Linked DNA regions of Mus musculus: all the other regions are linked to region 3. Evidence: chromatin contacts called from public promoter capture Hi-C data. All regions are on one chromosome and are shown on one strand. The core of a region is the stretch at or near the end of the contact, and the rest is flanking DNA. Distances in the headings are between cores, read along the strand shown. Region 1 overlaps Tbc1d22a (TBC1 domain family, member 22a). Region 2 overlaps Cerk (ceramide kinase). Region 3 holds the start of Brd1 (bromodomain containing 1). Region 4 holds the start of Cerk (ceramide kinase).

Region 1 (5,684 bases), core at 2,425-4,924, 2.4 Mb before region 3:
CAGTACTTAGGGTTAACAGTGTTTCCACAGATGTTTCAGGTAGAACACTCCATATGTGAAACCCAATTGCTCTGGAGTTAAATAATTTGATTGCTGCATGGTACTCTGAAGTCAATGGGCCAGGAGCCCTTAGATTTGGAGGTTGGGGTCAAGGGTGTTCAGGTCTTTGCCCTTGGTTTTTAGATAACTTGCATTCATTCTGATAGTTAACCTTTTTATCTCATGTAGCTTTAGTGTTGATCCTAATTTCTTAACTGCTTTTGAATAAACATCGATATTCATTATACTAATTTATGACAATCTAGGTTTTGAAACTCCACTGAAAATGTCATGGAACGTGACAAATGAATGTCAAGAATGTTTCCAAGTTCCTTTTAAAATTGTGCCGTACATTCACTGTGCATTCTGGCTGTGGGTTGACACTGAGGCTCCTTCTCACACTCACCCACTAAAACCCCTGCAGCTTAAATGATGAGGTATGTCTGTCTGTCTGCCTTTATACTCAGGCTTCTGTATCTCTCATATCGCATTGATTGACCCATCCTTAGAGTTGATACACACCTACAACAAGCACAGAGACCTTAGGAGCCAGGCTCCTGTCTCAGTAATGTACCCTAATTTCTGTGTGGCTTGAGGCTTTCTAGGCCCACACCCCAAATTCTGCATTTTGTGCATTTAACACAAATGAGGGAGAAGAAAGCTTCTCTATGTAATTTGGTTGATAGAGACCACATTTTTCATAGCTCTTCTCTTAGTGGCCTTGTGCTTACCCCAGAAAATTGAGGCACCAGGTTTTGACAGTAGGCCTTCCAAGGCCAAGTGCTAAGGATTCAGTCTGAGTCTTTAGAGTAGGGAGGCAGGATAAATGACATTAATTCTTCCCTATCTCCATCTCCTCCCCCACCCTCTTTTTAAAAAATAATGCCTCTCCATATAGCCTAAGCCAGACTAGATTCACTCTGTAGGCCAGGATGCTCTCAAGGTCTTGATCTGCCTACCTCAGCCTCAAGTACTAGGATTTCAGGTGTGCACCTCCATGCATGGCCACCAGTGTCCTTCTAACTAACAGGTGATTTGTGGAGGTTGCATGTTAGGTAGTATTGTGACTGTGGACTGTGATGGGTTGCTCTGCAGAGAAAGTTAATGGAACAGCTTTTCACTTGTGTGCTGATGCAGCGTTCCTGAGCCCTTTTGAGGTGCTGAGCTAGACCAGTGCTTGCTGTGAAAGGAGAGCCAGATGCAGATGTCTATAGGAACTGGCCAGGGAGAGCCTCTGGCAGTGGGAAATACAAACATGTAGATCCCGCCTTACTAATGCTGATATTTCACCTACCAATGTAAAGGGACAAAGGGAAAGGGTCAGGTTGAGGAGCAGTCTTCAAGATAGCCAGTGTCAGTCCCTGCTGGCAGCCTGTAACTCTGAGCCTGCCTCTAGCCAGCCTGTGTCAGGGGCCCCAGCATGGCCTGCTCTTCCACCTTCTCCCTGAAGTTGAGGCGGCTGCCTTGATTGCTTTAGGTAATCCTTCTGGCATCCGTGTGCCACATTCCTTATGGTAGGAGGATGTGAGGCAGAGAGATGGTTCAGTAGTTTAAAGCATTTGTTGTTACTGTAGAGAACTTGGGTTTGGTTGCCAATACCCACATGGCAGCTTGTAACTGTGTGTAGCTCCAGTGCAGGGGATCTAATACCCTCTCTGGCCTCTGAGGGCACCAAGCACTCTTTCAGAGCATATAGGCACACAGGCACTCTACACACAGAAAATAAAATAAACCATAAGTCATGTGATTTGACGTCTGCCCCCACAAGAAGGGATGTGGCTGAGCCACTGGGATCAGCTTCCCGGAAGACTGTGCAGCAGCTTCTGCAGTGCCCATATTTTCAGTGACAGGGTGTGGCTGACTTCCTCTTGCAGGTAGCACTTTGAGTGACTCAGATTTCTTCTACGCTGATTTTGAAAAAAAGTGCCCAGTTGTTTTACTCCGCGGAGAACTTGAACCTGCCCTGCAGAACTCTTGTGTGTTAGTATTTGTGATGGGCAGTGTTAATTGTCAATTCACAGACTCTAGAATCACCTGGGAGTGCCATGAGAGCCAGCTTTATCTGGATTATGTTAGTTGAGGAAGACCTGCCCATTGAGGCTGACCCTGTTCTCTGGACAGGGAAGACTGCTGAAAGGGAGCTGAGAACCAGCATGCATTCCCTGCTGTCTTCTGACTGTGGATGCCCTGTGGCCGGCTGCCTCAGGCTTCTGCTGCCTTGATTTCCTAACCATGGCGGATGGACCTTTGACTCTTCCTGCCACACTGTGCTCTGAGAGTCTCCCAGGGGTCTCGGTGCATTTTGTTAACCCCTCCCCACAAAGTCTTCCTGATCCTCTTAGGGCTGAGTACTATGTTTGGAGCTGGCCCTGTAGGTTCTAAAAGTCTGCTTCTTATTCCTTGGATTGGGCAGGCACCATTTTTAACTGAAATGAACCTCCCAGTGTGGGTGAGTCGTATGTGTTGGGGATCAGTTAGTTTTACTTCATGGCTTTAGCTGGCTTCTTTCCTACAAAGCTGTTTGAGGGTGTTTTCTTTATTCTCAGGTGGCCTACTGCCATGTGTTTCTTACTGAGAAATAACTCTTTGTAGATTATTGTTATGAGCCGTTGGCCTGTCATAAATTTGTTGGACTTTCCCTCTTACAAGCACTTAAGAGTTTTTACAGGATACAGTAGCCCTGCTTTTCTGCTGCCTTCCTGACCTGCCCCCCAGGGCACGTGCTTAAGCCACACAGCTTTCCCAGAGCCTGCACTGCATTCATGTTTGTGACAAGAGTGGGCCCTAAACAACCCACGGAGGTGAATTTTGTCCCAGTGAAAGACCCCCTGGTGTGGGGTGAATGAAACCATCTTTGTGGGGCTGACTGACCAAGGATTCAGGGTGAGCAGGCTGGGTTGCTGGTCTTATTTTGGTCCTTTATTCTCTCTGCTGCTTTTATGCACAATTTGAATCAGGGCTGCTTTGTTGGTTGATATGAAGACCCTCGGTTACTTTTGACTAATTAGATAGAGATGAATCACTTTAGTAGATTGATTTATGATGTTTGTATCCTTAGCAAGTTCATTTCCATAGGTCCCCACTGCTGAGAAGTGGGTGTCTGTCTGTGTAGTCTCCTAATTGGAATACAGAGTCAGAAAGAAGGTCTTAGCTGAAAGTCCAAGATGCCTTTCCTCATTAAGGAATAAGAAAGGGACCCAAATCTGTTAATACCACACTCAGGCAGACATCCTTGAGGTGCTGGAGGGCTGAGCCTGTCTCAGGTGCTCATCTTGTGGCTTAATGACCCATAAGGACCCTGGATTCCCTGCTGTCCCGTGTCAGGGAGAGCAGGGTTGGGGTTGAGACAGTTAGGATCCCCCAGGGACATATGAGCACCCTGCTTTCCTGAGAAACTGCGCCTATAATTTTCAAAGGCAAACTCAGCTTTTTTTTTTTTTTTCACAGCTGTAGTTTTTTTGAGGCTTTCAAAATAGCCAACTTGTTCTCCACCTTCTGAGAGAACCGAGTCTTCTTGAGGGGGTGGCAAGGGCGAGTTAAGGGGGCATACTTGCTTCCTTCGATTTGAGTGACTTCCCTTTTACTGTAGTGTTGCTTGCACTGTCATTGGCATACTCAAATGAGAGTTCCGATGCACAGCCGTCAGCTCAGTAATAGCCTGAATGTTTTCTGTAGCTGAGAAACTGGGCTGGCGCCTACTTCTCATTCCTCAAGGAGTAGTTTTTCTCATTATGGTTGTAATTAGTCATTCCTCCTAGACCACAGACTCTTTGAAGGAAGTCTGTTTACTCCCTCGTCCTGCATTAATGAACATCTGCTCTGTGCTAGCACCGTTGTAGGCCTGAGAGACACAGGCTTTGGGGTACCCTTCCGGGTTCAGGGTCAGTACCAGGAAGCATAGATGGGAGATTGAGCTTGTGGCATGTGCTGTGTGGGGCCTCTGCAAGCTACATTCTGTCCTTTGCGGTGGGGACTGTGACTGTGGGATTGACTTGTCCCCTGTGCAATTGCTGACTATAGTGGACCATACTCATTTGTGCTGCTGTAGGCATTACCCAATAGCCCTTGTCTACCTCAGAGTCTCTGCATCTTTCTCTGTCCTGTCCTATGGCAACCTTCAGTTGGGTTGGCTCTCAACTTTCAGTCTCTGTGATGATAGGGATTTATATGGGTCAGCCCAGAGCTGTGTCCAGGCTCTATGAGTCTCACCCGTCTCAACGTCACCTTCCTTCATACCACTGTGAACTTAGTATGGGCAGCCATCTACACTGGACAGACACCCCTCCACTTCCATCTCTGTCTCATTTGCTTCCCCACCCCCCCCCCCCTTTTTTTTTAATTGGCAAATATCCCTACAAATGAGCAGCCAAAAACCACTGAGTCCAGAGGGCAGTGAAGGAGCAGTTTCCTTTTTCAGACATTAAAAAGATGCTCTTGTCTCACCCTCTCCCTTCCCACCCCAGTTTCTTGTTAGTGCTTCAAGCTTGAGATAGAACCAGTTACTGCTTCAGCGAGTAATTTTTCTATGAACAAGAATGCCTACTCACAGTGGTGTTGTGAAGCCAAGAGCCCAGGCGCGGTAAGATTGCTATGTTGTGAAAGAACAGAAAGTGACATCGCAGGCCCAGGGAGTGCCTTTCTTTCTGTGCTTGTCTCCCCACCAGCATCCTGCAGCACAGCATCCTGCAGCACAGGCCCACCTTCTTCCGGAGTCTTGCTTTCCTGACTGCGGGTTCTGTGAGGTTGGTCAGGGCTATGGAGGGCGGGGGATAGGGAGCTAACTGTTGCTGTGAGAAGCAGCCGCCGGTGCTCTTCAGCTGGGACTGTCTCCCAGGCCACTGAACAGCTCCTGGGTCGTAAATATGCTCAGGCTAACCCATCTCACCCTTATCTTGTGGTTCTTGTCTGTTCACACCCCTCCCTCCAATCGTAGGTTTGTGCTGTGGCCCCACAGGTGGTGGCTGAAGTTTTCAGCAGTGGAGTAGAGAGGGAACGGTGACTGTGGTGTCTTCTATAACCTTGAATTGAACGTTATTTATATTAGAATTAAACATTCCCACTGCAAAACCAATTTGATCACAGTGTTAGTTGTTTTTGCTGAACCAGAGTTTTGTGAATTTATAGTCTGGCGTTGTGGTGCTACCCTCACCAAAGCAGGACCCTTTCTCCACAACAGAGCCCAAATCTGCGTAATTAAGTGGTACAATCTCTATCACCAAAGTGTCAGGGTTTCAAATTTAAAACTCCCAAGTTGGGAAATGTGAAGATTAGATCCATAGAGCAATTCCAGCTTGCTTATAAAGAACAGAATATTTTTGATTACCAGTTAAGCTCCTAATTATGTGAAGAGGTTTATTGCAGGGTTTGTGCAGCATAGGTGATTAGTGTCGTCATGACAACAGCCTCTCCCTCCTTCCTACCACCAGGAGCTTGCTCTCTGCCAGGTGCTGGCTCTTTACTCTACAGCCTGGCATACTAGACATCTGTACCAGTGTCGAAGGATCCTTTGGTAGGAGGGGAGACATATAAACTGGAGTCATTTTCCTCCTTTCCAGGCGCCACCCTCTGTTATGTGAATTGATATGAAAGAGATCCCAGCTCCACTCACTGCCTCATATTAGAAGGTAAAATTCAAGTGCTCAGGT
Region 2 (6,301 bases), core at 3,294-5,793, 2.6 Mb before region 3:
CCCCCACCTCTTGTGCTTAGAGAAAGTCTCACTATGCAGCACGGGCCAGCCTGGAATTGAAATGCCCTGCCTCCCTCCCAAGTGCTGGGATCTCAGGTATGTGCCATTATGCAAATTTTTTTATAATTCACTTTAATTTGTTTTTGTTTCCTTTTTATTCCTTTAGTGTGTGTGTGTACAGCATGTGATTGCACATGTATGCCTAGCTCACACACTCCAGGGCACATGCAGGATGTGTGAGACTCAGAACACAGCTTGAAGGTCTTGGCCCTCTCTCTCCACCACATAGAGGTCTAGGGGGTTGAACTCATGTCTTCTGTGTGGGTGGCAAGTGTTTTTTACCCACGGAGCCATCTCAACGGCCCTACAATTTACTTTTTAAAATTCATATATCATGTGGGTGGTGGTGGCACGAACCTTTAATCTCTGCACTTGGGAGGCAGGAGCAGGCAGATCTCTATGAGATGGAGGCCAGCTTGGTCTATAAAGTGAGTTCTAGGATAGCCAGAGATACAAAGAGTAACCCTGTTTCAAAAATATTTTTTTAATTTTAAAAAATCATATACTAGTTTAATGCCCCAAAAGGTAAAAAGCTATTATCCAAGTCTAAAGCTGAATTAGCTGTTGCCTTTGTACGTAAAATTATAACATGACCCAGTATTACGGGTGCAAAAAGAACAAGCCACCATGTTTAAAGTGACAAGAAACTGGTCCCTTGGCACATATTAAACAAGGCACTGGGCTCTGCGGCACTTGAGAGGCTACACTCCCAGAAAGTAAGAAGTCGTTCTCCCACATTCTGTTCAGTCCTCATTTACACCTGGAAAATATTGGCACCCACCCCACTTACAGAGAAAAGAGAAAGATAATGAGGCTCTGGGGCCTGACGGATTTGCTTCAGTCTCCCTACTCCTAAGCAGAGGCTGGGCCAGGACAGCAGCTGCAGAGTCTATACCCGTCTGCTCCCCACACTGGGACTCTCTAAGCTGGAAACATAAAAACAAAGCAAAGGGATCCATCACGTCCACCTGGGTCAGGTCACTGAGTCCCGCGTGCCACCACAGCTGTGCTGCCTGGCAACAAATCCGAAAGCTCGCCCACGTACTCAGGCTCTCCAGCAGCCCACGGAGGGTCTGCAGCCACAGGTGACACAGCTGCTCGTCGGCGCTCCAGAAGGTCACCCGTGCCCACTTCCAGCGGTGATGTCGTACTCGCTTCACACGGTGGACTGTGTGAAAACCAACACTGGTTAGCAGCATCTACCGCTACAGAAGGGAGACCTCAGGGCTGGGAGTCTCTTTTCTCCACCCCTCATCTCACTGCAGGACTGCCCGGATGGCCAAACCACACCACCTTGAGGAGTTCAGTTGTGCTCCCTTGCAAAAGATCACCCCAGCAAGACTGGTTGACAGTTTACACCCCCTTTGTAGAGGCTCAGAGAGGACGGCAAGAGATCCTCACTTGAATAACCCGTTGCCCTGAACCATTGGGCAGTGCTGCGCATGGTCAGGGGGCGGGGCCAGAGTATATGGGGGGTGGTGGGGACTAAAGCTGAGGCTCAAGCTATGTGGTTATAAGAGAAACCCAGATCCCTGTTGGGTGAGGGACACCACACCTTTGTAAGTAAGTCCTCGTCTAGGCTCTGTAAAGAAGCCCGATAAATTCATCAGTTTCCCCAAGAGCGAACTTTGGTGCTAAATTGCCTGGGTTTGTCCTTGAGACGCTGGGAGGAGGTAGAATTTTAGCAACACAGGGAGAGACAGAGAGCCCTTTACATACACGTTTTCCCAGCCCCCAAAATAGATTTTGAATGATTGCTATCAGAGTCTGTGAAGATGAGCCAGTCACTGGCTTTGATAAGACCTTCTCCGAGGTCTTCATGGAGCTAACTGGGGTCGGGGGTGGGGTGGAGGGACAGGGGAGGGCCTGGGGAGTTGGCAAACACTGAGGCCCCCTCACCTGTGAATGCGAACGGATTTTCCATTTTATGCCATCGGCCACTGGAGGCGTGTTTCTCGCAGTCGTCTTTTTCCTCAACAGCGATGATCTCCGACACCAGTACCGAGCGGGCATCTACAAAGACACCACACTTAGATCCGAGGACCCATCAGAGCTACACAGACAGAAAAGCCTCCCCCCCCACCCCACCCCAAACTCCGAAGGCTGCGCATAATCGTTCCTACACTCATTCCATAACCCCAAACACAAAGGAAGGCGAGGGTTGACAAGATGGCGCTTGATGTCCGGCGTGAAATCCTGGGATCTGCAGGGTGGAAGGGGGAAACCAGCTTCTCCTGGTTGTCCTCTAACTTCCCCGAACACACCCTGGCACGCACCCTCTCCCAACAAATAAACAGCAATCTTTTTTTCTTTTTCTTTTTCTTTTCTTTTTTTTAAAGAAGGAAGGAAAGCAGGCAGGAAGGTTGGAGGTCATGCCACTCAGAACAAGAGGCAGCTTGGTGTCATCGGAGGGCAGACTCGAGCTGTGACCCTTACATGGTCTGTCTGTTCAGCTATTTAAGCCACAAGTGCTGATTGCTGAGTCAGCTATTGTACTATGTGAGGCGTGTTCTGGACGTGTTCTCTGTTCTGAGGCCTAAAGTGGCTCAGAAATCCAAGAGGGATAGAAGACACATAATAAAGGATGCCAGGGCCACCAAAGTATGTGAGAATCTGGGTCCAGTCTGTGGAGAAGTGTTCCAGGGAAGCTGGGCTCTGATTGGATGCAAGAAGATGGGACGACTTGGGCCCAGAATAGCGTGTTTTCTCAACCTGTTGATCAATACTTCTTTGGGTCATGTCTCAGACATTGGATATTACATTTCTTTATATATTTATTTATTTATTTTTGGTTTTTCAAGACAGGGTTTCTCTGTGGAGCCCTGGCTGTCCTGGAACTCACTCTGTAGACCAGGCTGGCCTCAAACTCAGAAATCGGCCTGCCTCTGCCTCCCGAGTGCTGGGATTAAAGGCGTGTGCCACCACTGCTCGGCTTACATTACAATTCTTAACAGTAGCAACATTACAGTTATGAAATAGCAATGGAAGAATTTTATGATGGGGGTGGGGGGCACCACAACGTGAGGCACTGTATTAAAGGGCTGTAGCACTAGGAAGGTTGAGAACCACTGGCCTAGAGAATCACAGCTCCAGGCAATCTTTTGGTTTGATTCTGTTGCTTTGAGTTAAGTACAGTCTTTCTAGATATCCCAGATTAGCCATGGACTCTCAATCCTCCTGCCTCAGCCTCTTGAGTGCATATGGGTGTACCCCGTCATGCCTGGTGACTAAAAATCTCTAACCCAGTAGCTCAGAGAGAGGCAGACTGGTCTAAACTTGCTTGACGCATGCTGTAATTACTTAACTTGGATCAAAAGAAAGTTCTAGGCTGGGCACGCAGCCTTGGGAAATAACAGGTTCCGACAGAAGCTGTGGGCTGAGGCTATGCCGGTCAGGGGGAGCAGAGGCAATTACAGACACAGCATCCTCTTTGAACACAGGCTGGACTCCCAATGCTTCTTTATGAATCACCTTGTATTTTTGTACAGATGAACATTGCTACCTGCTGGCTTCCTAGGTTGGCTCTCAACCCTGCAGTCTAGCTAAAAAAATCCTGCGTCTCTGCCAGCACCCAAATTAGCAGGCCATGCTGTGGTGGCACCTGTGATCCCTTTGTGGTAGTATTTTTCCCCAAGTTGGTGCCATTGAAATTGGGTCATCAGAACCTGGAAGGTTCGATCTGAGCCATGAAAGGATTGTAGTCATGCCCCCAGAATCCCCAGAGGCACATACACTGGGAGGGGCTGAACTGAGCAGGATCAAGCCCATTGCCTTGTGGACCCTGTGCCCACCCTGGGTCTGGGGCCACCCTCAGCATTCCACAGGTGGCTGCCTCCTGGGATTCCCATTTTTATACCATTGTGCCTCCGAAATTCAGTTTTTAGCTGCTTCTAATTCTCCCTTCCCTAGTCTTCCCCTTCCCTCACCCCACACAGCTCCTCGTTACTCCTGCGAGGATGTTACTCAGGACAGGCCCTGTGACAGACATCTGGACACCTTCTACATAGCAAGTAGCTTGCCACCAGCAGCCAATTCTCCGACATGGCCCCTCCCTTCTCCTGCAACTTACCCATCTTCCCCATTTCTGGGGATGTTGACCTGGCCCTCATGGAGCCGCCTCCAAATCCTGCCCTGCTTGTGACCCTGCACCCACTCCCTGTACCCACCCGACCTCTGACTGCCTCCTTCCTGCAACACCAGGAGGTGACAGAGGCACATCTCTGTGCTGTTATGGCTCACCTGCCAAGCTCACATCAGGTCCTCAGAACAAACCTGAGGCAGTGACCCTCTGATAAAGCCCCCTGTGCTTTGAGTCTAGGACCACTGAGGGCAGACTTCAAGCATTTCCCAGTGCCTCTTATTCATAACTGTGACTGTCCCTAAGAATCAGGTGACAGAAGTCACAGCTGCTAAGCACAGTCGTGGAGTGAGATAAGCATCTGATGTTCAGAAGACTAAGAGGCAACCGTGTTACATCACAAAATAACTAAAGTGTGCTAGTGACGGTTGGACAACTCTCTTAAAAGTGTGCCCACGAATCATGCTTCATCTTACATATTCAGAGGGAGTCTCAGACCAAGAAAGGAGAGAACAGTGTCCTAATGTCCCTGATGTCACATGCTCTGCTGGCCAGACCCCAAAGGCCATGCTGCACCAGGGACCCCACACAGCCACGCAGCCCACAGTACATTCCACAGCTGCCGTTGCACACAAGCCACACCACGGCTCATGTGACACTGGCATTGTCCCTTGGTGGGAACAAAAGCTCTAAAACCAGCACTGTTTAGATCCCCACAAGCATAACCGGATGGGTGAATTGGGAGGCGGAAAAACATTGAACTAGGGTAAGTCACATGAGCTGTCAGGAGGGACTCAGGCCTGGCGTGGGGGGGGGGAGGGGCTGGGGAGATCTTGTGATTGAGCTAGTGGTTCCGGAGAGAACAACAGTAGGAAGAGGGTAGGCCAAGAAGCAGTGAGGGACAAGGAGTCAGGGATGCAAGGAGAGAGGGGCTCTATGATGGGAATGTCATGTAGGGTGTAGGAGATTGTAGCATCTCCCTGCTAGGGACTGGGCGGGGCTAAGGGAAGGGAAGGAATGAGGATCTGTGGACAAAGAAGAACGGCTCGATAAAAATGACCTATCAGAAACCTGAGCTATCATCAGTGGCGCTGTGCTTCCAACAGGCCCCCCATCCCTGCACAGCACCTCTACATCTTCTACACCCCCACCTCTACATCCAATGCCTTGTGCCAGGAAACTGAGACTGTCAGTCACAGGGGTCAGTGGCGAGAACTGTGTGACTCAGAGGTATTGAAGGAGCTGGCATCTGGACCTCTTGGGGTGGAATGCCCCTCAAACAAGTTCTCTGATATGCAGTCTAGACCGTACGGGGAGATGCCCACACACCAGGATGGCCACATGGACACTTGATGACATCAACCACAGCAACTGAGAACAGGAGGGGGACCCTGGCAAACAGCTGGCCAGGCAGGAATTCTGGGCCCTTTCTTTTCCTATAGAATGCTATATTTCTCTGGTACACGTCCTCATACACTACCAGCAAGGTTAGAAGGTTCACAGAGACCCGGGATGAGAAGTGCAGTTTTTCCCAGACCAGGCAGGCCCCGAGCCTGTGTGATGAGGACACTGGCAACAGGCTGCCCTTCAGGGAACTTTCTGCTTTGAAGGGAAAGAAATAAGAAAGCCAGGGCTAGGCATAGCTCATCTGGTCCAAGAACGGTATGCTGTCTTGCTGTGCCCTGTGCTGTCTAGGCTGCAGCTGGGATGTGCCAAGAGCAGCCAACTTTCTCATGCTTCTACACTCAGCTTGCCAGGCAGCCTCGGCCATGAGTGGTGGATGTTACCCTAGGCTCTTGTAGATCCTGTTCCTGATCACAGAAAAGCAGTGGCTGACAGTCATTAGGCACGTCCCCTTCCCTTTAATAAAATAATGGCTGGCTATGACTCAGAGTCAAATGTCCTGGATCGCTACAAAGGATATTAACTTCCTTTTCCAGGACCTCACAGTCAGACTGCGGGTCAGCCTTAGGGCAGGAGCAGTGAGTGTCCAAGACACAAAAGATGACAGATGCTGTGGCCCACAGCCCAAAAGGACCAAGCCCACACCCGCATTGTGCAGTCTCTACCTGTCCCCTCACAGGGACCACAGTACCATTCACTGTGCCAGTCACACACCTGATGTGGGGACACAGAGTGCTGCTCCTGGTGCCCCCACCATTC
Region 3 (5,556 bases), core at 1,324-3,823:
AGGATGGACAAAACCAGGGCGCCAAGAGCCTATATTCGCATTCCTTGTAGTGGACTCTGACATGCCGTGGTATCTATGGACCTTATGAGCAGACAAGCCCACTCAGAACCACTGGGCAAGCAGAATGAGCACATGGAGCATCAAGTGCCAGGAGCACTCGCTCGCGCCCCTCCAGCTCAACAAACCTATTTTACTGACAAGAAGTAGAGTTAGACTGACTCCCAAATATACCAAGTTGAAATATCAGGATAGTCCAGAGGAAGGGCGAGAGAGAGAGAGAGAGAGAGAGAGAGAGAGAGAGAGAGAACGCGCGCACCAGAGCCTGAACTCACAACTCATAGTTATCTTACTAGTCTTTGGGAAAAGCCCTCAAAGAGCAGACTTCATGTTTTAAGTCCCAAAAGGAAATCTCTACAATGCATTTTTAAAGACAGACTTTACAAGCTGCAGAAAGCCACATTCTATACTATCTCTCTATGAACAAGAAGAATATGAAGACACTGTAGTCAGCCAGACCCCAATGCACCTGCTTCTGAGGCACTTCCAGGTGCCTACTCAACACTGGATTCTCAGGAAACTGTCAAAGCAACCCTAGCCTGCCCTAGGCCTCTAGTGGCATCCCTAAGTCGAGATAGGTGCAAATCCAGGTGTCAGCACCATATCCTTCCCAAAAAGAACCACGGGCAGAAGCAACAGCTCCCAGATTAAAGACAAACATGTAATTTTCTCCTCTCCAGTAAAGTACTGTAGCCAGCCTGTCAAATCCCACATTCTTCTAGTGAGCACTGAAGGACTGTCTTTAAACCACTTTTCTACAAGAACTGAACCTAATACTTAATGGCCACAGCTACTCTGTAATTTGAAAAGGTAGTTGTGACCAGGGGAAAGCGGACATGTAACAGTACTGCCCGGCACAGTGACCAACAATCTCATCTACTTCCTCATTTTCATATACCCAGCACTTTACCCCTCTGGCTCTATGCAGGAACAAGCATCTCTCCACGGAGGAATCAGCAAAGGCAACAAGCATGCTTCTCCAGAAATCACTGGGCTAAACGCATCCTAAAAAGCTTTGCCGGCAAAACGAGGGGAAAGACTCCATGCTCAAAATCAGCTCCGTTCATTTCCGGCCCGGTTTGCGGACAAGCCATTTAAACTCTTCCTAGCTTCCACCCCTCACCGTAAAAGCACACAGGAAAGAGACACACCTTACTCTAAGGTGACCATCCGGAGAGAAAAACACAGACTCAGGACAGTGCACGCGACCCAACAAGTGATAAAACAGTAACTAAGTAATAGGGAAATTCTGTAACTACTTGTTACCAGATGACAGATACTCTAAAACAGTCGCAGCTGGGTGAAGTGAATGTCCTCCATGAAGGGGGGCCGTTTCCTAGGTGTGTGTAAGTGTGTCACAACTGCAGGGCACCATGAGGAGCTGCGTTTTCTGCAAATTAAGCGCACAGGAAAGTTGCTTCTCTCCTAAAGGCCCAAGAAAGCCGCGCACGCGCGCTCGTTTCTCGGCGTTTCCTGCACTCATCCACGGAGTTGTGGCGGAGCTGCGGGCTTGCTCCGGAGATACCAGGCCCCGCTCCACTTAGGAAATCTTCCGAGCCCGTCCCTCTTCAAGGGAGTTTCCTGTCTTGGCAAAATAGATCGGACCGATCTGTTACATAATGCGACCCGCTCCGCACCGCCAAGGCTACGGGCGAGGACGTGGGCAGACGCCACGAGACCCCAGGCCTTCCGCCTCCTCCGCTGTCCGACGCCCGGCCCCTCGGCCGCCCCAGCCGCCCAGACAGCCGAGCTGCCCAGAGCCCGCCCGCCCGGCCCGGCGGCCTCCCCGCCTACTGAGCCCTGCCGATCGCTCCATTCTCTTGGCCGCGCCTCCCGCGCCGCGGCGGCCTCCTTCTACTCCTCTGTCTCCCCGACCCCGCCGCGGCCTCCGTGTCCCTCTCCGCCCCCACCCGGCTGCGGCCTCCGCCTCCGCGATCTCGCCGCGGCCTCGCCTCCCGAACCCGGCCTCTTGGGCGAGCCGCCGGCACCGATCTCCGGCGTCCCCGGCCGCGCCGGCTCACGGCGGCGCACGTCCGCCCGGCCTTCTCGGTCCCTCCGGCTCCCGCGCCCGCCAGGCCTCACGGCCTCGGGGCCTCGCCGCCCCGACTCTCCGGCCTCCCCGCCCGCGGACAATGCGGAGCCGCCGCTGCCGCCTCCAAACATGGCGCCTGCACCTCCGCCCCGGCCGGCGAGGCGGGCGGCGAACGGCGACCGTCAGACACTCACCTTCGGGGGCGCCGCGGCCGCGGGAGCCCGGCGGGCGGGCGGGCGCGGAGGCCGGCGCGGCCGAGGCGGCGCTAATGGCGCCGCGGCTCCTCCGCCAACGGCCGCGCAGCCGTGCCCCGCCGGGCTCCGGGGCGCGCTCGGCCAGCGGCTCCGGGCCCGCAGGGCGCCGCGGCTCGGGCGGGGTCGGCGGCGCCGGCACGGCCGGCTGAGGCCGGCTCGGGGCCCGGCCGGGCGGAGGACGCGGACGCGGAGCTGCTCGGACGCCTGCCGAGGCGCTGCTCGCTCCCCAGCGAAGCAAACAATGCGGCGAGCGCTCCGCCCGGCGCGCTGCGTGCGAGACGCGCCCCGCCCGCCGCCGCCACGACGCGCGCCGCGCCAAGCCGGGATAAGGGGGCGGGGCGGGACGCGAAGGAGAGAGTGGGGTGACCAGGAAGGGTGTTAGGGTGGGGATCCGGATGGGGGAGGAGTGCTACAAAAGTGGGGTGACTAGGAGGAGAATTCTGGGGGAGACAGGCTAGGGTTCCTGAGGATGAAGGACTGCTGCTGTAAGAGAAGGGTAACCAGATGAATGGTGTTTACTATGGGGTCAATGGCACTGAGTAGAGCAAGAATGCTGACCCTAGAGAGCCAGGTGGAGTTTCCTGAGAGTGCTTGCTTTCCAAGGGAGTGGTATTTTGAGAGAATCAAGAGATGCATCCTAAGGGGGGGAAGTGGGGTTCTGATAGTGTCTGGTGACCAGCGTGGTTCACGGAGGATGAGTTAGGAGGGAATGGAAATGAGGGCCGTGATGGAGGGGATCACCAAACAAGGGTGGATTTATTTGAGGAATAAATGGCTAGGACTGGGGAACCCTAAGGTGGCACTAGAAAGGCATTAACAAGGGCACGAGGTCAGTGGTTGGGTAGAGGAGGGTATGGAAAGGACTTGAGGATGACTAGTGACTGGGACAAGTAGTAGCAATCTCAAACTATGGGCAGCCAGGTCTGGGGGCATGCCTCCAACTCAGGCTTTCCTCTTCTTTTCTTTCTTTCTGTCTGTCTGTCTACCTTTCTTACTTACTTTGGTGGTGGTGGTTTGATTGTTTGGTTGCCTGATTTTTGGTTTTGTTGTTTTGAGACAGACTCTCACTATGTAATTCTGACTGTAACTCACTATGTAGTCAGAGATCGGCCTCCCTAAAGGCATGGCCCACCACCCATGACTTAGGCCTTCCTCTTATAAGCATTGTACTCATAGAAGTATTTAAGCATTGACATCCCTACCAAGGAGCTGGTAACACTTACAGCAGTGGTTCTCAACAGTCCTATTGCTGCTGATCAATGCTGTGATGGCCTCCAGCCATCAAATTCTTTCACTTCTACTTTATAACTATAATTTTCAATACTGTTATGAATGTAAATATCTGATATGCAGGACCAAAAGGGTTGTGACCCACAGGCTGAGAACCTCTGCTGTAAAAGGCTTGAAGATTTTGAAATCAGGGCCCTTTGGGTTGGTGCTTAGGGACACTGGTCTTACTCTCCAGCTTGTTCCGTCTACTTTGTCCTTAGTTTAAAAGTTAGTGGCTTCTAGAGAATTTTCATTATGAGACTCATCTGTAAGTATTTTGAAATGGGGGTGAAGACTGGGTAGTTCTTTGGTTGCCTTGGAAGGCTTATGACAGGTGTCATGGTGATGAAGCACTAGTCATGTGCCTGTGACATTAGCCTGGACCTCTCAGGTAAACAGAAGAGCTTTTCATTCGTGAGCAGAGCTGCTCTCCTCCCCGCCCATGACAGGCAGGGCAGGCTCACAGCTCAGGATGTGGCACCAAACAGTTATTGGGACAAGGCAGACTTGCTCATCTGTGCCTTGCAGCTTTTGGCTGGCCACTACTCTTATCCCACTGTAGCCAAACTATGGGCTGGAAAATAGTCATTTTGTTGTTGTTTGTTTTGTTTTTCAATACAAGGCCCCTCAGTATATCCCTGAACTTCCTCTGTGGAGCAGACTGGCCTTGAACTCAAGAGATTTACCTGCCTCTGCCTCCAGAGTCCTGGGATTAAAGGCAATTGCCCTGCTGAAAAATAGTCTTTAAGGGTAAGTTAATTCTGGAGCCACTCCCGAGCAAGGCCTCCTGTTTAGCTAGTACTTTCTTCATGCACACCACTGAGCCATGGTAGGGGTACCCTGTGAGGCCTGAACACATCTGCCGCAAAGCCAGGAACTGTAAATGCTGCCTCCTCTACAGAAGTCCACTCATCTGAATCTAAGCATCCCAGGACCGTGAAGAACAAGCAAGATGAGCCCTCAGCCTTCTCTCTACCTCAGGAAAATGAAATGCAAACCAACGAGGGAAGGACCTCCCACCACACAAAACAAAAGTAAGACACTGTCTCAGAAAAGCAAAGATGAAAGGACACAACAGCTTCAAGAGCAGGAAGGACTGAGGGAGAGGGGGACTTCTCAGGCAAAGCGATTCTTAGTAGGCTGGAGGGATCCCACAGACTGGCATGAGACCAAGACAAACTGCAACTTCAAGGACTAAAGCAACCGAAAAGCTATCAGAGAGGAAAGGCCTTCATTTTTGGTTTGTTTGGGTTTTGGGGGGGTTTATTGGTTTTTCTTGTTTGGTTGGTTGGATTTTTTTGTTGTTTTTTGTTTGGTTTTTCCAAGACAGGGTTTCTTTGTGTAGCCCTGGCTGTCCTTGAACTCACTCTGTAGACCAGGCTGGCCTCAAACTCAGAAATCCGCCTGCCTCTGCCTCCCATGTGCTGGAATTAAAGGCATGCACCACCACACCCAGCTAATAAGGACCTTCTTTATGATGCCCCAGATAATGTTTGTAGAAGGAATTAACTAAAATTCTAAAAGAATTGAACCTAGCTAGAATTCATAAGACAGTAGAAACTAGTGTTCAAATGAGACAGCACAAGAAAGATGGATTCATAGCCTATATATAGTCAAGTTTACTGAAACAAATATCTTTTAAAATCCTAAAAGATACATGTTAGCAAAATTAAAAGTGAATTTAGTAGCAAGACGTGGATTTCAGCCAGAAAACCAGTTTGGACTGTTAATGTCAGATAGTATCAAAAATCTCAGTCAAACTCTGTTGCACCTGTGAAGAGAAAAAGCAACAGGAAATACAAATACTGTGATGTTCTTACATTGTATGATTAAAGCACTTTAAAATCCAAAGAAGGGGGGAGGGGGGGTGGTGACGCAGGCCTTTAATCCCAGTACTGGGGAGGCAGAGGCAGGCAGATTTCTGAGTTGGAGGCCAGCCTGGTA
Region 4 (6,040 bases), core at 2,577-5,076, 2.5 Mb before region 3:
AGCTCCAGGGCTGCCGGCCAGCCGGCCTCTCAAAGGTCTCCCAATCTGGTTTTGCACAATCTTCTGCCCATGATTCCCAACCCAGGCAATTGAGGTGTGTCCGGACACACCTGGGGAGTGGCAGATTGGAAGTGGCCCTGGCTAACTGAATTAAATGTGCCACGAACTGCTCAGAGCGCGCTCTCTGACTCCACATACTCAAATCTCACCTTATTCTAAAGTAGGTCTACTTCTGGGGGGGAGGGTGTGAAAACACGGGGTGGGGGACCAAGATGACTCCCCCTAATCCCCCCCCCCCCCCCCGCAAGTCACAGTTTGCCAGCTTTGTTTTTTTGTTTTTTGTTTTCACCACGGAGGTGGAGAGCATCAGGAAAGGGGAAGTGAGCAGGGTGCTTTCTGAGACAGCCTACCAACTGGTCCCTTACAGCCAGTCCTAGAGAAGACCCAGTCTGTTGGGGCTGCTCCCCAAGGGGCTATGGGTGAGTCTACACAAAAGTGGCTGCACACTTCACAGGGGTGACGTAATACTCAACAGAGCCGGCCAGCTGTGGAAGCCACCTGCCAGCAAAAACAAGCCGTCGCCGACGTTGAAAAGCAGACGCTGCCAGCAAACCTGGCCTAGAGTGTGGGCGCCGGAAACCGTGAGAGCAGCTGACCAACTGTGCCAACGCTGACCACAGGCGACTGGTGATGTCCCACCCCACATCTCACAAAAGGAGAGTGGGTCTTGTCCAGTGTCTTCATGGCCTCCCTGACCCAGAGGAGGCAGTGCTCTCCCATGAAGTCAGGTTTGCTCAGCCTCAGCTGAGTCGGTAGAGCTCCACATTTTCGGGGGCCCGTGTCTGTATGAGCCAGAGCAAAGGACTGCAGCTCACACATACTGAGCACCCACCATGCAACAGTATTCTTATCCTAAGCCAGGATTCTAGGCCCTAGAGGCTTACCTGAAATTCAACCCACTAGAGCCGGGCGTGGTGGCACACGCCTTTAATCCCAGCACTCAGGAGGCAGAGGCAGGCGGATTTCTGAGTTCAAGGCCAGCCTGGTCTACAAAGTGAGTTCCAGGACAGCCAGAGCTATACAGAGAAACCCTGTCTCAAAAAAAAAAAAAAAAAAGAAAAAGAAAAAAGAAAAAAGAAATTCAACCCACTCATGCCTAGGCAGCACAGTGGTAATAAAGTCCGAGAACAAGAGAGACATGCCCTGGGAGGTGATGCCAGGGGCACATGGGAAGAACTTCAGGGTAATCAAGTCCCAGGCACTGAGCCACAGAAAGGCACTCTGAAGACAAGGCTGCTTTGACTCCAAGGCTAGAAACCGGGTTGGTGGCGATTGAGTCTGAGGCTACCTTAGCCCTACCTCCCTTCAGCTCAGTCTGCAGAGCCTCAGCACAATACCAGAGTACGTACGGCCCCAACTACCCACACAGCCATTCTGGGTAGAATGAGCGAGGGAATGAATGAGCGAATGAAGGGCAACAGAAATTCAGGGTGTCCTCCAGGGAGTCCTGACTCCCGCCATTCCCACAGGTGCCTGCTCAGGGTGACAGTCACCCAACCTTGCCTACCTCCATCGTCCCCACCTAGACTGGGTCAACTGCCTTCCTTCAACTCTGCTCTGTCTCTCCTCTCTATCCTCCCTGAAGAGATCACCAGGTCTTTGTAATAAATAAATAAATAAATAAATAAATAAATAAATAAATAAATAAATATTCAGCTGGAAACAACCATCCAGGGGCTTCCTTTGATACCCACTATAAAGACCAATGCCCACTTCAGCCTGCCAGACTGAGGGAGTCCTGGACCCTATCCCCCAGCTCTTCCCCACCAACCGTGACCCTGACACTGGATTCTCGAGGTTCCTTATCAGTTCGCCATCAACACTCAGCCCTTCCAGGTTTCCCTGGGCAAGCACCACCCTTATAAAGTGAGGTCTGCACTGGTGAGTGACCACCCCTTTGGGACTCAAGCTTGATGCCCTACCCTCGGAGGTTCAAATTGGGATCCAAGCCCATTAGATGCACTTATCCCCACGCATCCCTCTGTGCCTCCTTAAGTGGAAAAGGCCCCACTCCATCAGCCACTAGGCTAGAATCCCCAGGTCCATCCCCTAGCAGGCTCTCAAGGGAAACTTGCAGGGGATGTTTGCTGTTTGGTGGTAAAGACTGTGCTTAGCAAGCCACAAGCCCTGGATTCTATCATTCCCAGGAGAGAGAGAGAGAGAGAGAGAGAGAGAGAGAGAGAGAGAGAGAGAGAGAATAACAAGTTGGGCTTGGTGGCACACATCTGTAATACTAGTCTGAGGCTGAGCCACATAGGAAAACAGTCTCAAAACAAACAAACAAACACAACAAAATGGAGCAAGGAATTTATGAAACTGAATTCGTCTACAAGGTCGTCTACAAGGCCCCCCAGCCCAGATGTCCACATACAATCTTCTGTAATCCTCCTTTTAAGGAGGACTGAATGACATCTTTAAAATCTCCGCCAATCCGTCGGCCACCAGACAACCTGCAGCAAAGCACCGGGGAGAGTGGCTCTAGTGTCCTTGCACCATTCCCAGTCACTGCGGGTGGGTTGCGTTTTTTCCCCATGCTGGCCTAAGCTACTCCTCTTTCAACCCTGAGGGCGGCTGAGCAGGGTGTACACTCCATCGGAAAGTCAAAGGCCCTTGCTCAACTGCCTAATCGCAGGAAGTCCCTGCCAGGGCCCCTCTGGGCTTCTCCCATAGAGAAACATGTGTATGTACTTGGGTTCACTGTATTGGACGAAGAATATGACCAGAAACCAGTCCTGTCCAGGTGTGCCAGCGCCATCCCGACGGCAGCACCAGCAACAGACCTCCCCCAGGGTCCCGCGGATGCTCCGGGATGGGGGGTGGGGGGCTGTGGACGTCCGCTCTTCCCCTCCCCCTCCAGCACCTCCAGAGGCTTTGTCATCCCAGTTCCAGGAGTATCTGGGCTCTCAGCACCCAGACGGTTCCCCGCCAGAGGCCGCGGAGTACTTAGACCGCCCGGCACCCGGGCTCTGCGTCTCGGATTCCCCGCGCCTCGGTATCCCGGGCGCCTCTCCCCGTGCCCCAGGTCTCCTCCCTCCGAGTTCCGCCCCATCCCAGCCTGCCCGGAGCGCTCGGGCTACGCAGGCCGGGGTGGATGCAGCGCCGGCCCCACCAGCCCGGGATGGCCACACTTACCGGCACCCGGCGCGGAGGGCCCGGGCTCCGGGCTCCGCCACCAGCGTAGCAGAGCCCGCGCGGGCTCCAGGCTGACGGCACAGCGTCGCCGTTTCACCCACAGCACGGAGTGCAGCGGCTCCGCCGCCCCCATTGCCCCCATCGCCGCCGGCGCGGCCTCGTCCGCCGGGCGCGGGGCGCGCGGACACCGGGGGGGGCGCGGGACCGTTAGCGGCCCCTGCAGTCTGCCCGGCGGTGACGCGGGGAGGCGGGAGCGGGAGGCGGCGCTGCGTCACCCGGTACGCAGAGAGGGTGGCGGGGACCCGGGAGGAGGCGACCAGGGTGAGGACAGGAGAAGCTAGACTTGGGGCCAGAGAAGAATCAGAAACAGAGGAGTCTAGGGAGCCTAGGATGAGGAGCAGAAAAGGCCTAGGAAGGAACGGGAGGGAGGGGTCAGAGGAGGGGACTGAGGGACCTGGCTGTGGGGAGGGCGGTCGGAGCGGCCGGGTGCCCTGAAAGACACTAGTCTGTCGCTCTGGCTGCCCCTGGGTCCTGCTGGGTCTGCACGAGCGACGGGGTAGGGAGGGCTGCAAAGGGACGGGCGGAGTCCCAGCAGCGCAGAAATGTTGCCCGGGCGGTCCTGGGCAGGCGATAGGAGGCCGTGGAACTGCTGGTGTGCGCCCAGGAGCGATTTGACCTTGGGCATCCGTCTCTTTTTAGGTCTTGGTCTCCTGGCGGCTAGCAAGAGTCCTGCAGGTTAGTCCCAGTAGGCAAAGGAAGGCTAGGATGGAGAGGACAGGGGTTACCTTCCAGGGGAGTGGAAGCTTCATGTGTGGATGGTTGTGGGTCTACAGCCACCAGAGAGACGGGAGAAGGCGTCTTCTTATCAGTCACCTGACTGTACCCTCCCAAACAGGCCTAGGGAACCGGAGTTGCTGCTCTTGATGCAGCTTAACATGGGACAAGCTGAACATATCCACCTCAGGGAGGTCTTCCTGGACTCCGTCTCCCCCAGCCAAAGCATCCCAAGACACAGCAGGGCAAAATTCAGCACTGCACTCATTGCATATCTACCCATCTTTGTGAAAATTCCATGGGCATGTGGGCTTGTCCCTTACTGGGTCTCCAGTGTCTAAAATGGTCTCTGTGCATAATGTGTTACTCAGATATTGGTTGCGTGATAGCATCTGTTCACATCTGACCAAGGAAGAGTCTCCTCGGAGATGCTAACTGGTCCAAGAGTGCAGGGCTCTGTGGTGTGACAGAGCTAAGCCTCACAGCGGAGTCAGCTTTCAAGAAGACAGGAGAGCCTTCTGCCCTCCCCCTCAGCTCTCCTGCTGTTGCAGACTGGGGTGGAGCTGGCCAAGTCTACCTTGCCTGTGCCTGGTACCAGAGGGCTAAGGTACAGGTCTGATCCTGTCGGTGCCCTGTGTCCATCTGCAGGGCAGGGACAACCATGAATCACTTGCTTCCTGGAAGCCCAGCCCAATGGTAGGCTCCCTGACAGCCCTGGAGTGTTGGTTAGGCCCAGGCAGAATCCTAGCCCCACCCTGGAGCAAGCTGGACCTGACCTAGCTCAGTTGTTAGTTGAAGCAATGGCTGTCCCAGCTCTTTCCTTTCACGGCTATCGGGATGAGGCTTGGGGAATGTGGACATGAAACTTCTTCAGAAACCTCTTGCCATTGCTGATGATGCTGCCTCTGTTACTGGTGAGGGGTTGTGTCGGGCAAGGGCAGCAGGGGCTATTATTATTATTAATTATTATTATTACTATTATTATTATTATTATTTTGAGACAGGGTTTCTCTGGGTAGTCCTGATTGTCCTGGAGCTCACTCTATAGACTCTCAAACTTAAAGATCCACCTCCCTCTGCCTCCCAAGAGCTGAGATTAAAGGTATGAGCCACCACGCCTGGAAATTAATGCAGTGTTTATATGTAAGTGTTTAATACCAAGAGGACTGGACTCCACCTTAGTCCTAGAGGAGTTCCATCCAGGAAGACACAGCCACACGGTCCACAAAATACTAAAGAACCTGAGGAGGGCCACCTGTGTGAATTATAGCTCACTAGTGAGAACCAGGATCCTGCAGTGCCTACCTCGGACTGAAGTGTACCCCCCTCCCCCATTTGAATTCTGAAGCCCCAAGCTTGATGCCATAGATAGTGGCTTATTTGGAGACAGAGCCTTTAAAGAGGTGACTCAATGAGGGCTTTTGGGGGCACGGGGAGGGGGGGCAATAGCTTGGTTCCTGGACAGAGGTTGCCACTTCTTCAAACACACTCATTCACATATGCGCACTTGCACACATATGAACACATGTGTACAAACAAATTAGACCATTAAGGGCCGGGTGTGGTGGCGCATGCCTTTAATCCCAGCACTCGGGAGGCAGAGGCAGGTGGATTTCTGAGTTCGAGGCCAGCCTGGTCTACAAAGTGAGTTCCAGGACAGCCAGGGCTATACAGAGAAACCCTGTCTCAAAAAAACCAAAAAAAAAAAAAAATTAAACCATTAAGGTAGTCTCAATTCAGGTCAACCAGTGTACTTAGTATAGGGGGGATTTGAACACAGATCCAGGGATGTGTACATAGAACACAAACTATGAGAAGCACCTGAGGAATGGCCATCTACAGGCCTCAGGAGACACCAGCCTGATTGGACCCGTGGTGTTGGGCTTCCTGGGTGTTAGAGTGCTGTGGTGACCCTGGCCAGCTGGTGTATTAGCCTGGCAGCCTGGGAGGCCGCAGTGCCAGGACTCACTGGGAACCTCTGCCAGGGGGAGGGCAGTCTAATGAGGGATGTGTTCTGGGAAGCTGAGGTAGACAGGACGGAAAGGCTCGGGCCCTCCAGGCTGGGGACCATAAT

The links. Promoter capture Hi-C pulls out the DNA fragments that hold promoters and counts their contacts.
Region 1: a contact with region 3 is called in a promoter capture Hi-C map of the 3T3-L1 cell line, with 8 times the contacts expected there. The contact joins the enhancer-like site here to the promoter of Brd1 in region 3. A contact is called at or near these places in 5 of 39 promoter capture datasets (the 3T3-L1 cell line, the C10 cell line, hippocampal neurons and 1 more) and 1 of 115 datasets of contacts at active chromatin or transcription factors (large pre-B cells).
Region 2: a contact with region 3 is called in a promoter capture Hi-C map of trophoblast stem cells, with 12 times the contacts expected there. The contact joins the enhancer-like site here to the promoter of Brd1 in region 3. A contact is called at or near these places in 9 of 39 promoter capture datasets (the 3T3-L1 cell line, the C10 cell line, cranial neural crest and 5 more) and 5 of 115 datasets of contacts at active chromatin or transcription factors (embryonic forebrain, forebrain, large pre-B cells and 2 more).
Region 4: a promoter capture Hi-C map of embryonic stem cells shows a contact between it and region 3, with 5 times the contacts expected there. The contact joins the promoter of Cerk here to the promoter of Brd1 in region 3. A contact is called at or near these places in 14 of 39 promoter capture datasets (the 3T3-L1 cell line, 3T3-L1-derived adipocytes, the C10 cell line and 9 more), 1 of 484 Hi-C or Micro-C datasets (B cells) and 5 of 115 datasets of contacts at active chromatin or transcription factors (astrocytes, embryonic forebrain, large pre-B cells and 2 more).

The regions. Positions count from the first base shown.
Region 1 is chr15:86,341,342-86,347,025 of GRCm38.p6, forward strand. All of the region lies in intron 8 of Tbc1d22a (TBC1 domain family, member 22a), which reads left to right. Among named protein-coding and RNA genes, the nearest start is that of Tbc1d22a, 130 kb to the left of the region's middle. Within about 2 kb of position 3,675, at least 107 of the 459 cell types and tissues checked have an H3K27ac peak or open chromatin away from gene starts, as enhancers often do.
Region 2 is chr15:86,163,863-86,170,163 of GRCm38.p6, forward strand. Cerk (ceramide kinase) reads right to left here. Exons shown (of 13, transcript NM_145475.4): 2 at 1,960-2,073; 3 at 1,106-1,228. Among named protein-coding and RNA genes, the nearest start is that of Gm15569, 19 kb to the right of the region's middle. Within about 2 kb of position 4,544, at least 149 of the 459 cell types and tissues checked have an H3K27ac peak or open chromatin away from gene starts, as enhancers often do. A contact at or near this core is called in forebrain and trophoblast stem cells, where this site is marked.
Region 3 is chr15:88,731,646-88,737,201 of GRCm38.p6, forward strand. Brd1 (bromodomain containing 1) reads right to left here and starts at 2,574. Exons shown (of 13, transcript NM_001033274.3): 1 at 2,284-2,574. Gm41377 (a long non-coding RNA gene) reads left to right here and starts at 2,476. Exons shown (of 3, transcript XR_875560.2): 1 at 2,476-4,362; 2 at 4,514-4,646.
Region 4 is chr15:86,182,315-86,188,354 of GRCm38.p6, forward strand. Cerk (ceramide kinase) reads right to left here and starts at 3,827. Exons shown (of 13, transcript NM_145475.4): 1 at 3,193-3,827. The coding sequence starts at 3,334. Gm15569 (predicted gene 15569) reads left to right here and starts at 3,414. Exons shown (of 3, transcript NR_155352.1): 1 at 3,414-3,470; 2 at 3,892-3,927; 3 at 4,338-4,882.